Regions from separate parts of the Manis pentadactyla genome. Here region 2 is linked to region 1. Evidence: chromatin contacts called from public Hi-C data. All regions are on one chromosome and are shown on one strand. The core of a region is the stretch at or near the end of the contact, and the rest is flanking DNA. Distances in the headings are between cores, read along the strand shown.

What was found. A called contact is a pair of places that touch in the nucleus more often than the background predicts.
Region 2: a Hi-C map of fibroblasts shows a contact between it and region 1, with 11 times the contacts expected there. The contact joins the promoter of SMC3 here to the promoter of SMNDC1 in region 1. A contact is called at or near these places in 3 of 3 Hi-C or Micro-C datasets (blood, fibroblasts and skin fibroblasts).

What each region holds. Positions count from the first base shown.
Region 1 is chr8:121,626,099-121,633,033 of mManPen7.hap1, reverse strand. SMNDC1 (survival motor neuron domain containing 1) reads left to right here and starts at 4,299. Exons shown (of 6, transcript XM_036899014.2): 1 at 4,299-4,447; 2 at 5,659-5,778. The coding sequence starts at 5,659. LOC118919067 reads right to left here and starts at 5,632. Exons shown (of 4, transcript XM_057505390.1): 1 at 5,615-5,632; 2 at 4,258-4,718. The coding sequence starts at 5,632.
Region 2 is chr8:121,809,000-121,815,625 of mManPen7.hap1, reverse strand. It overlaps SMC3 (structural maintenance of chromosomes 3), which reads right to left and starts at 4,036. Exons shown (of 29, transcript XM_057506313.1): 1 at 3,869-4,036; 2 at 2,828-2,903. The coding sequence starts at 3,883.

The DNA.
Region 1 (6,935 bases), core at 3,050-5,549:
CCATCCTCCCCAGGCCCTTTCCCTTTGGTAACTGTTAGTCCATTCTTGGGTTCTGTGAGCCTGCTGCTGTTTTGTTCTTCCAGTTTTTGCTTTGTTCTTTACTCCACAGATGAGTGAAATCATTTGATATTTGTCTTTCTCCGCCTGGCTTATTTCACTGAGCAAATGTGCCTAATTTATAAATTAAACTTTATCATAGGTATGTATATATAGGAAAAAATACAGTGCAGTACATACAGGACTCAGTACTATCTGTGGCTTCAGGCATCCAGTGGGGGTCTGGGAACACATCCCCTATGGATAAACAGGGATTATTGTGTGTGTGTTCATACACACATACATGTACCTGCACACACATGAATTTTATAAAATTTTCTATAATTTTCTTGGTTGAACCATTTGAATGTAAGTTATAGACGTTCTGGTACTTCATCCCTAAATACCTGAATAGGACATTCTCCTAGGTACCTCAGCAAATTCCATACCTAATAGAATTAACAATCCGGTATCATATAATATCCAGTCCCTATTCAAATTTTCCAAATGTCCTCACATTTTTCTTTAGCTTTATTTTTCCAAACAAAGACCCAACCAAGATCTACTCACTATATTTAATTATTATGTCTTTTGTCTCTTAATTTACAACAGTCCCCCACTCTTTTTTAATGACACTGACCTTCTGAAGAATTTAGGCCAATTTTTAAAATCAATGTCCCACATTCTGGATCTGCTTATTCTTCCCTCAGGGTCATTTAACTTGTTCCTCTATCCCTGTATTACCTGCAAACTGGAAGTTGGGTCAAAAGGCTTGATTATATTCAAGTTAAGCATTTTGGGCAAGGTTCTTTCATAGGTGTACTGTTACTTAATGTTGCACCAAGTCCAGAGGACTGTAAGTTAGGCTTAAGTGGTACTAAATGTGATCACTAGGTTAAGTTGGCACTGCTAAATCTGTTCATTATAAGGCATACTTTCCCCTTGTAATTATTAAGTAATCTATGGAGTGAGACTCTGACACTGTACATCCCCCTTTCTCTTACCTCCTTTTACAAGGTGGGTTTTAGCTTCTACTGATGATCTTTGCCTGAGCTGACACATGGTAATTTCGCCAATTCTATCATTCCAGCTATATTTATTGGCTGGCATTCCTCTATAAGGAAAAAAATCCCTTCCCCTACTACTCTTGATTTTGTGACTATGGAATTAGGGATTTAAAAAGAATGTATCAATGCTTTGATAATCTGTCACAGTCATTATTCTTTTTAGTGCCCAAATTGACTCACATTTGGCCAATAGAGTCCCCTCAAGCTGGGTTCTATGAGCTTTTGATTTGATCTTATTAGCTGTGGGGTACTGTCTTGCTTTCTGGCAAGATGTTCCAGGTTCACCTTTGTACTTTTATACTTTCTGGGCCTCACCCCCCCAAAACAACCATATCTCTAAGAAATGCTATTTCTTTTGTGGGGAATAGTATCCATTGGGGTAACATTTTCTAAGAAATATATATATATATATATAAACAATTCTAATTCAAATTTAACATCAGAGGGCTTTTTTTTTAATTTCCAAACTTCTTTTATCTCATATTTTTATTTCTTTCCTCTTAGAGTTCTAACTAACCTAAATACAACATGTTTAACTAAATAATATATTTAACTAACATAAATATATTATTCATTTTACCTCTAGTAAACATGTTTCAAAATTATATCACCAATAGTAAGTACTATTAGCAATAATTCTATAATGTTTGAGATTTTTTTTTGTTGTTCTTTTGTCCTCAGAATATATCCTACTAAGAATTATGTAAGAGTGCTATGAAACACCACTTTCAAATAGGCCTAGAGAATGACTCTGCCATTTCTGATTCTTATAAAGTTTTAGGCTATAATCTTTCTCAAACTAAATAAATTCTTGTTTTCTGTTTTTAGTGGCATGTTTTCAGTTCTTTATTGCTACAGTGGTAGTTTTCTGTTCTTTATTGGTACAAGTAAAATACAGAATAGCTGAAAATGCATATCTTAATATTAGCAAGGCAATGCAGAGTTAAGTGAACAAATCAGGATTGCTATGATTGATGAGCACCTGCATTGGTCAGCATCCATTTAAAATTTTTTTTCTGTCAATCTTAAGTGGATGATGCCACTGGAGAGTCACCCCATAATATGGTTTCAATACACTGTACCCCCAAAACATTCAATATATCCAAAAGGCCAGTAGCTTGTCCTGCAACAAATCTCCGTGCAAACATTCAAGATACCTATTATGATTGAAGAGTGCAAACGACAGAAGCAGTTACTATGACTATGGACACATCTCTTAATTCATCACCTTAGGCATCTGTCAAGATAGCAAAATATGTGGGCAAATCTGGGGCCACTTTTACTTAGAAAAGGATACAACAAAAGCTAAGCTAAAGAATGCAATCTCCCATTTAACTAACATGCATTAGTTTATTGCATACTGCTCTGCAGTGGATCGGCACATTTCCAAAGGCAGCTTCTTTACTTCAACTTTCTTTAGTAGTGAAAGGTAAAACCATATATTCTGATGACAGTTTGGAGTCTTTAAATTTATTTGCTTACTGGGTTTCAGTAAAATAGATACCAGTTTTAAAGAACTAGAGATTTTAGATATGTTTTTGGAAGAATAAACATGATTCAATTTGAGGATATTTTAAGAAAAATCAGACATTGAAAGTAGATTTTGATACTTCAAAGGAGGTGGTAATTCAGAATGCCTATTTGAAGTATCACTCTTAGTGAAAACTTGTACTTGCTCCAGTTTTGTCTTTAATAGTACACAGAATCATTGTGAAAATAAAATAAATACATGTAAAGTGCTTAGAATGGTGTTTGGTACATAAAACTGTTACCTTTTTGTGAGAACTAAAATTCAGTATAGCTTTTCTTTCCAAATATAATCTATATGCACAGAGGGAGAGATTAAAAGCAATCCTTTAAACAAAAGCTATCAAGATGTTACAGCAATCTATACTGGAGCTTATAATAAATGTTTTCCTATTTTCTGATCTAGGGGGTTTGTGAAGAGTTCTTATTTGAGAGATTTTTACAACAACTATATAATTTATCTTATATTTGAGGAAGATCCTTCAGGCATTAGTTCTTTACAATACACAATTAGAGTAGGAGCAGTTGTGAAAAACTACGTTGTATTTGAACAAACGTCTACTACATTAAGGAAAAGTATCCTTTCTGGTTTATCTTCCCTCTTAACTCTAGCTAAACAATGCTGCCCTCTGCAGTTAAGAATTTTCAATTCTTACAAATGGACTGCCACCCCAGTCATCGTAACTTTGGTCTAGTTTCTATCTCTATAGGTTATCTGACTCTGTATGAGAGATACGTATGTATATAGAGATAAGAAATGGGAGGGCCCCTTAAAAAAAAAAGCGAGATCGCACTAAAGCAAGATGTCACAGTCCAACACTTAGCCTGAGAGGCGGGCCTTCGTTAAGGGTCCAGCAAGACTCCAGTCCCTCAGGGAAGGTTCTTCCTGGCATTCGTATAGTCTGTGTCTCAGGATTTTATCTTTTCCAGCTAATGTTTTTAATTGTTAAAAATATATATATATAATGTAAAGAATAATCAGTGAAAGGTAATCAGTGAAAACATTTGGCCTCCCCTCCAAATCTCCAGATAGATTCACGTATCCGTCCAGAAATAGATATTTTATTACAAACATAATGCACATTTCTCTTTAAACATAAACGGAAGTATTCACTCCGCTTATCATTCAAGACTGTGACTTGGAGATTGCTACCCATCAGGCGAGATTAACCTATGTAAATAATTTAAACCAAACAGGTTCTAACGAAAGTACGTTTTAAATAAATCAATCCCCCCGAGGTGGGTGTTGACAATTTGCATTGCTACTAGGACAGGGACCGCACTTTGACAACCAAACACTAGTATAAAAGCTCCGTTCCTCCTACCTCTCCACACATCTGGCCTAAGCAGGCACACGCCATTTCCCGCTGGAAACCTCAGGAAACTCCTGACAGCACCACCCCCTGAAACAACCCAAAGGCGCCCCACTCCGAACCGGAACTGAGTCGAGACGAACTCACAACCGGCGGCAGGAGAAGCCCAGTCACGCGTCTTCCTTCCTACTAAAACCCGCCCACTCGGCGTCCCTAACGCGAGTAAAGTACTGCAGCCTAGAGAGGCCTAGGAATCACGCGAGTCCAGCGAAGTATCGCGAGGGTTTTGAGCTTTCTCGCGAGATTTGACTCACTTAAGTCTTCCTTTTCCAGCGTCCGGCTTTCCACCCTTCCCCCTCACCGCCGACCCAATTCTTCCTTTTCGGACGGAGTTGTCCTTGTCGCCGCCGAGATTTTTCCTGCTGCGGCACCAGCCGCCACGAACACCACTGGGATCGTTTGCCCCGACCCCTTCCCGCCGCCCCGTCCCTAACCCCACACAAGGTAACAAGCTTGGTTTGGGAGTCAGGCCGCGCCGGGCCTCGGCCTCTCGTAAGTGGGAGCGGAGGCCTGAGGCCGAGGCGGCGGCCGCGCTCGAGAGGCCTGGGCGCCGCTGGAGTGTTAGGAGCCCCGGCCTCCTCTCCCACCCAGGTGGGCCCGGAGCGGCCGCGCACCGGCGGAGGCTTTCCGTGCCGTGGCGACGAACGCCAGTAACCCGGGGAACAGGGTGGGGTTGGGGCGCGGGAAGTCTCTTAGGGACGCCCTCGGCCGCTCCCTACGGAGCCTCTTCGGGCGGGTGGGGCTTCAGCGCCGCTGGGGTCAGATCCGTTCGGTTCTCGGTTTCCCTGGAAGCTGATACTTGATTTCCGAGGTCTGGAATGATCGGCCAAGCCGTAGAGGGCTTTGAGGTTGGGTGCCTGGGAGGAGAGCCGCCCGGCTTTCCCTAACCTATTTGGAGTCCTTCCAGATTCCAGGGTGTCTTTGGATGGTAATTGTAAGACAGAGAAGGGACCTCGGAAGCCCCGCGTTGGCTTATAAATCGAGAGAGGATCCTCTCGTATCTTATTTTAGGGTGAAGAATGAGCCAGACTGGGTGAAAGGCACGTTCCTTAGAGTGCCTAAATGGGATTTGTGCCGTTTCTTTTACTTAATATGTTAAGTGCATCGGCACTAGTTAAGTGGCTGGGTGAAAGATTTTTGCTCTGGAGCAGAGCTTCTAAATACGTTATTAATCGAATAGCTGACGTAAAGAGATGTTTGTTTGTGTAGCAAATCCACAGGCAATTTGGTTTTGGAAGTATTCTTTAGTGCCTAAAATTTTTTCCTCGACCCTTCCAACAAACAGCTTAGTGTTTTGTGTGTGTATGTGTGTATTTTGGTGAAGCTAACAACCGCCCTGTTAATTGAGGCGAATACAGTACCTTCCTGTTACAGGAGTTTAAAATTAGAGTCTCCTTTTCCCTCTTATCTTTTGTTTTCTGTTTCTGTATGAAATTTATCTGACGTTTATAATCTTCAGAATACTTTGCCTTGCAGTTTGTGGTTTGGCTCACAGCTTTTCTCTGAGCTATGTGTAAAGGTAGTGGTGATAACTAAAGCTGCAATGAGTTACAAATAAGGAGTTGGTGATTGTTAATTAATTCAGCAGAGAAATTATTTTTTATGGTTTGCTTCTGGTTCAGTTTTCATGGTCGTGCCCTTTTTATTTTCCCCAGATGTCAGAAGACCTAGCAAAGCAGCTGGCAAGCTACAAAGCTCAACTCCAACAGGTTGAAGCTGCATTGTCTGGAAATGGAGAAAATGAAGATTTACTAAAATTAAAGAAAGATTTGCAAGTAAGTATGAGGAAACATAGTTACATTGCTTGGAAGAAGTGTTTCTGTATTTTTCAAATTATTTACTAAAATCCAAAGCACCCTTTGGAGGGGGTGTCCCCCCCCCCACCTCCACCTTGTGTTTGTGTGTACATGGGTATATGTACATAAGCATACTTGGCTTATAAAAGTAGGGTTGATTCCTCAGTTTGCATACATTAAAATGAGTGAAGCATTGTTCTTTGTTATGAAAATTTTATATGCTCACTTGATTTTAAAAAAAAAGTTGATTTTAGAAGTCTCAAACTTCCTAAAGAGGTGCATACAACTTTACCATGTAAAGTGTTTTTCTCTTTAAAGATGTGGCAAAGGAAATGTAGTTCAAAGGTAACTGAAATTAAAGGAGAAAAATATAACCAGATTAAGATTCTTTTTAATGTCACAAGATTCTTTGAAGATGAGATGAGTCTATGTATGTGTGTTTCAAAGTTAGCAAGTACTATCTTGTATTGAAAACATTATAAAAATATCTAAAGATATTTGTTTTCTGCATAAATGTTACATAATATTTGAACTTAAGGCTGGGATTTATATTAACACTTGCTGAAGTTAAATTGAATTCAATGTGAAGGGGCGATGTTAATGTTTTATTATGGGAGAGTATGAAACCTGCTTTTTAAAACTTGCACTGGTGTTTCAAGACAAAGCAATATTATTAAATCTGTTGTTTCTCAGGACACTAGACTGATTAATAACACTAATGTAATATTTGTAAATATATGTGACTTCATCTTAACAAAAATGAGAACTTGAAATTCTGAGCTTGATATTTTTGAAACTTTTAAAAGGTGTTTTGATGGTCTTTACTGATTCAGTACAAAACTTGAATCATCTTAATCTTAAGTAATCTTTTCCTTCCCTTTATGATCCACTTGCCCATTATTAATATTTTAGGGATATTAGAACTGCAAACAAGTGAAATGTATTTGAAATGGGGTCCAGATTCAGGATTCTGGAAGAGCTTATCTGGGCATAATTAAGATGAGTTGGTTATTTTCAGCTTCAAATTCTGGACTTAGGATAAACTTGAATGAAATTGTAATAAATCGTGTTATTTTTAAAAACACAGAAAACAGGATCCCTCTTAAATATGTAGAAGTCCGGCCAGTAGATTTTGT
Region 2 (6,626 bases), core at 2,787-5,286, 180 kb before region 1:
TAAATAAATAACTGAAAAAAATTTTTAATTCCCCTTTAATACTCCTACCTAGAGTGGAATACCAGAGAGAATTTAAAAGGTACTGAATATTTAAGAAGGAAAGATATTCAAGATTTATTCTAGAGGAGGACAGCCAATAACCAACTACAAGATTACACTACAAGCCCATTTTTAAAAAGGCATACCTATGTAGATATACATCAAGACTAGAATGCTACTGAGGTAGAACCAGCTTATATGTGCCCCCAGATTCATCTGTATGGAGAGGCTCAGTATCCTAGCATCTCAGATTGTTTCAGCCTACCCTGGGGACGCATTCACATTCAGGTCAGAGTGAAAAGCCAAAGGTGATAGTTCCCCAAATACCTCAAGGGGGTCTGTCCCCAGAATAACACCATCTAAAAGCACGGGGAAATTAATGGCCTGTGTGGTAAACTTTGACCAGTAAGAGACAGGATCCAGCAGAAAAAAACTCCATTTTTCTCCCATATGACCTGTCCAAGGCATGATGGGTTCACAAAGTCTGTCTGGAAGTTATTCAATGTGACCACAAACAAGTTGTGTCTTCTTTACAAAGCTCTCCCCCTTACTCTTACCCTCAGACAGCACCCTCCCATTAAAGCCTTAGTAGCTAACTGGGCCTTGGACTCTGCTTTCTAGGAAACTAGTGATGATAATACTTAATACTTATTACATTAAGTGTTACATTATAACCTGATGTAATAATTCTAATAATTAAGAATGGCTATCTCTGGGTAGAAGGATTAGTTTCCTTTTTTTCTTTTAGTTTGTATACTCTTCCACAATGTTCTTTAATTAACATGTTTCATTTATTAAAAAAATAGAAAAAAGGTAATTGTAAACAGGTATGTGTTGGTACATTCAAACATTATACATACGCAGAAGAGATATTTGCCCTCAAATTTTTTTAAAAGGGGCAAAATCACTAAGGAATCAAACTGCTTTGCTTTCACAGAATATTTTTAGGATCAATCTGTCTATACTACATTTGGTCTTTCTTATATTATTAGGGTTTTAAACATGTTTAACCAGTAAGTTAATACTAGGTTTCTCAACAACAACAAAAAAGGAAAAACATTCAGACAATTTCATTTGTAACTACACTATTAAAAATCCTAATGTAACCAAATTGGTAAAATAGGTGTCTGATAATAACTAAAACAAATACTTGATCATACAGACAAAATTTAATCATCCTAGGTAATAATGGTCATTTTACAGCTCACTGACAAAATTACATAATTGACATAATTATTTCTCTAAGTTATCTACTTATAACTTGTAATTTAAAAAACTAAAATCTAGTATTCATTTTCTTCAATTTCTAAAGATTTTCGATTTTCTGTTGATGACAATCAGAAGACACTTGTCATCAAAACATAACTAAAACCCCAGTACAATCAGGCTACTCTTATGCACATCAATTAATGACTCTTCAATGGGTACATGAGGAAAAATGTATGTTTTCTTTATTCCCAACAAAGCTGTAATTGATGTATCAAGACCAGGTTTTTTTCCTTGCCCTCAATTTGAAAAATGTATTATTTATTTCAAAATAAAGTATGATTATCCAAGGTTCCCTGGGAACATCAGCATTTGGTATTTGCCCTTCACTGATTCCTATAATGAATCTCAGTTCACCCCACACCATGGACTTAATTTGTTTTGAAGCCTTCATATGGTGAAACCTTAACCCCCAATGTAATGGTATGTGGTTGGAGATGGTGGCCTTTGGGAGGTAATTAGGATGAGGTCATGAGGCTGGGTCCTTCATGATAGGATTAGTGCTCTCACAGAAGAGGAAGATGGACAGAGGAAGAAGGGGAGGGAAAGAGATCAAACAAAGATGTCTTGTGATAGAGATGGTGGCCTCCAGAACTGACCATGCTGGCACCCAGATCATGGACCTTAGCCTCCAGAACAAGGAGAAAATAAATTTCTCTTGTTTAAGCCAACCAGTCTGTATTTTGTTATGGCAGACCTAGCACACTAATACCAATATACCCTGTGAGGACAATGGATAGCAGCCGTGTAGCTGTGTTAATAGCATTCAGTACTTTTTTTGGTGTCCAAAAGCACTCCTTTCTCTATTCTTTAAAAATTCAGAACATCAGAGAACACTTGCTCGCTGTATCAGCAAAACTGTCATTACCATCTGAAGATTCTATAGACTAATTACATATGGTACAGCAACCGCCACTAGCCCTTTATCCTCACATACACTTTTTCATTTAATCTTCCCAGTGAGACAAGAGTCATTGTCCTCACTTAACAAAAAACTGGAAGAAAACTGAAGCCCCTTGGTGAGTAAAGCTTGAAAAAGAGTACAGGCCAGAACTAGGACTTGGACCCTGTCCTGTTACTTTCCCAAGTTTAAAACTCTCCCCACAAGTGTGGTCGGTCGTTATGTTGAAACAAGAAAAAAAAAGCTGACAACAATCTAATTTGGGAAAAAAAGAAAACAAAGGTCACCTTTGAAATAAGGCAATAGTCGGCATTTTGATTAAGTGACATATCATGAACAGAATAGCTCAAATGTTAAAACTGTTACTTTAAAGTCACTAAAACTTTCACACAAGGCTAACCAAATAAAAATGAGTAAGTTATGATTATCTTATCCAAGTATTTTAAACATATTAAATAACTCATCAGTGCCAAGACACAGAAATTATTTCATACAGAAAAATATATAAATATATTCATGAAATATTCAAAGACAATTCTTGTCTCCATTAAGCCTACGTATAGACCGAATTTAAGAAGCCACCGAAAAATAAATCTCATCTTGTCAATCATTAACACTTACCAATAACATTGTGTTTTGAACTGAAGGGATCTACAATTGTTTGATCTCTGTAACTTCGAAAACCCTGGATAATAACCTAGTAAAAGAGATTTCTCTCAGAACATACACAAAAAGAAGTAACTTCTAAACTAACATTTTTCTTTTGCACTTCCCTTTCTGATTTCTCATTTAATGCAAGATAGAAAACGTTCCATTTCATTTTGAAAAAGTCATTTTGGCAAGTGTGGATTAAAAATCCAAAAACAGTCCGTTTACCAGTAACCATTGCCAGTGCTCATTTTTAGGAACCTGTTCAGGACTCTCAAGTCCACCGCCTAAGTTTCATTGGAACACTAACCATCCCAGTGTTACAGTAAAAGTGTATCAAGTGGTAGGATGGCCCCAGCTTTCCTGACACACAGGCCAGCCAAAGAGGGTCCACGTTCCAATAAAGGAGCGGGAGTCCAACATATTCCAAGAAAGAAATTTCCGAAAGAGTCTGAATGGGCTCTTCTTTGTGATGGACTCTTGCGCGGGAAGACCATTTTGACAGAAGTAAACTAAATGAGGAGGCGCTACACATTCTGCAAGAAGGGAAGGTCCCTTTGCTTCTCCGGGAACTGCGGCAGAGAGACCCTGGTGAAGCAGACACACCAGCCTGCGCCCCCAGGCCGGGGACACCTCCCCTCCACACAGCCCAAGCAAAAGCCCGCGCGGGGCCATGGCCGCAGGACAACGCGGCTGCCCGGCGCTGCCACCCCCGCTGTGTCACCAGGGGCCCCGGGCCCCCGGGTCCCTCCCTCCCAAAGGCCCGCCTCGGCCCTCCGCACCTCTCCGGGCTGCAGCCTCCCTCAGGCCAGCGCCCTGCGGGGAGCCCGGGCTGCAGAGGCGCGCCGCAATTCTCCGCGCTCACGGGACGGGGTGTCCCGCACCCGCCAGCCCCTCCTGCCCCGGGTCCCCCGAGCGCGGCGGTGAGAGGCCGCGGGTCGCGCAGCGAAACCCCTGCCTCAGGGAGCGGTCTTCTCTGGCCCGCGACGGGCGGGAGGAACGCATAGGCCTTACCTGCTTTATGTACATGGCTCCGCGCCCCTTGCGGAGGAGACAACCGCCCCCAGCTCCAGAAGAACCAGCTCTGCCGCGAGGCCAGGTGAGAGGCCTACGAGACCCCTCCCCCAGAGCGCCCGGCTCCCCTCCAGCCAAACAAAATGGCGGCGCCCGTGGAGGCGGAGTCAGTGCCTCGGACGGAACCACCCTCGCGGCCCCCAGAGAGCGTAGGGGAGGTCCAGGTCAGGTCTGCTGTTGTTTTTCGGAAAAAGGAGTCTTCTACATTATCCTTAGGTAGATTTCATTTGAGTCTTCAATTTGTAGCTGAACTTTCTTGAAATTAGTCGGAAGCTTCCTTCGGAAAAGCCTTGATCGTGAGATTGGTCCGTCTATTTTCCGAGTGCTGAGCCAATGGTTGCGTCCACAGGGGGGGAAAGGTTAGGCGCCAAAGCCGAGTACGACAGTCGGAGGCCCAGTAGCTCTGAGGGCAAGTGGTCACGTGGTCTCGGGTTGTTTAAATATGCAGACCCGCAGGCGGGCGGTGCCTGCCTCTGCACCCGCGGAACGGTGGCGGCAGCCGGAGTTCGGTGTGCGGAATCCCCGCGGTTCTATTTTTCTCTCGCTCTGGAACATTTATACTTAGAATGGCCCCCACTGGCTCCTCACTGCCCCCTCTCAGGACAGCCGCGAAGGGACTTGACGCTCGAAAAATTGTTTTAATAATGTGATAATTAATACCCCAGGGGCTGCTACTGCCCTATTTTTCTATTAATGTAGGCAGGCTTGGACAATTGTAACAGAAGAGATTTAATAAGAATAATAGTTTTGTTTTTTGTTTTTTTTAGCACCCTTAAAGGTAGTGGCAGACCTGAGCATCTGATCTTTCTCAGTCTTAGGGGGAAAGCATGGTTAGAAATTGGATCTCTTGGCACCTGCACCTGATTGTCAGTAGCCTCTCCCGTCTGTCGGTCCTCCAATTGCCTGGGGCAGTCCAGCCGTATTGAACTATTTTTAATAGCCTCCCAGTTTCATCGTTGTCACCATCCCTTAGTGCTGACAGCGTCCTTTATCAAGCCCAGATCAAATCCTATCCAGCCTTTGATTAAAAGAAAAAAATCTTAAAGCATTTTTCTGGGATTTGCATCTCTAACACTGTCAATTTCTAACTGTGGGATTATAGGCATATTAATATTTAAAGTTTTAAGCTTCTATTTCCTAGCCTGTAAAATGAGAGTAGTAAGACCACTTCATATTTAGAATTAAGTATATAAGATTATCCTATATACCTAAATTAAATTACATAGGTATATAGATAAAAGCATGGTCATCAAAACATTTATGATGGTCTTCACAGTTTCACTTAGATTTTTCCATAATGAATCTTGTTCAGTTAGTTTATATAATTCATACAGGCAGAAAAACTAAAGATAAAAAAACCCTAAAATACAAAAAGGTGATTGTTTATATTTATGTATTTAGGGGAAGTCTACTGATGTCTGCAACTTACTTGGAAATGCATCATAAAACAATTGGATTAATGGATGGATAAATGTGATGAAGCAAGCATAGTAAAACATTAATGAGAAAACTGATGGAAAGTATAGGGATTTCACTAAAAATTTTAAAACTTTTTTCATAAGATTTTCATAACATTTTCAGGGATAAAAGCCCTACAAGTTCTCAAACCATCTAGCCTATTTTTGCCTCTCTGATCTCATGTGCTACTTCCTCACTACTTCTAGCCATGCTTAATGTAGCAGGTATCTACTATTTCCAGAATTTTCACTTGCCCTTCCTGATGCCTGTAATCTCTTCCTTCATATATCTGACTTTCCCCATCACCATATGTGGCAGGCTTATTTAAGATTTATGCCCCGCTGGTGAACATGCTCTGTATAATCTCCTCCTTTGGGTATGAATGGGACCTGTGAATATGATGGGATATGTATGTATGTATGTGTGTACATATGTGTGTATAAACGCCTGTTATTAGGTTGTGTTACATGATGAAAGTGAAGAAACTTCATGGATGTAATTTGGATCCCTAATCACTTGATTTTGAGTTAGTAAAAAAGGAGATTATCTTGGGGTGGGCCTGACCTAATCAGGCAAGCCCTTTAAAAGAGGGTGTCAGAGAGACTTGATCCAGAGATGATCCCTGCTGGCCTTTAAGAGATGAGCTACTGTGTTGTGGAGATGGCTGTGCAGCAGGGAATAATAGGTAGCCCCAAGGAGAAGAGGGCCTTAGTCTTAGAACTACAAGGAACTGAATTATACCAAAAACTAGTGAGCTTAGAAAAGGCCCCTGAGGCTGAGATGAAATTGCCTTCTCTGATTATCCTATGTAAAGTAACACTACCCCTTGGTCACTCACATACTCTACACTGCTTTATTTTTCTTTAGAGCACTACCTGTCTAACATTCTCTCTCTCTCTGTCTCTCTCTCTTCCTCATTCTATTTTTCATTTTCATTTATTATGTACCCCTGCTCCCACACTGGAATGTATCCTCTTGGAAAGAAGGAATTTTTGTTTACTTGCTGGTAATGCAGCGTCCAGCATAGACTTGTAATAGATTATCGATAATAACTTGGTAAGTTAATGATTCCCCAAATCATCACCAATGCAATGTTATCAAACTTTTTCATCAGAGAAAAGAAGGAGGCAGAAAACCAGATAGCTGTATTTACATGCCTCTGAGCAGAGTCTGCCAACATTCTGGAACTATCTGTAGTCTGTTGTGCTGAGGGCCTGTGTGTAGCCTTTCTGTTATTATT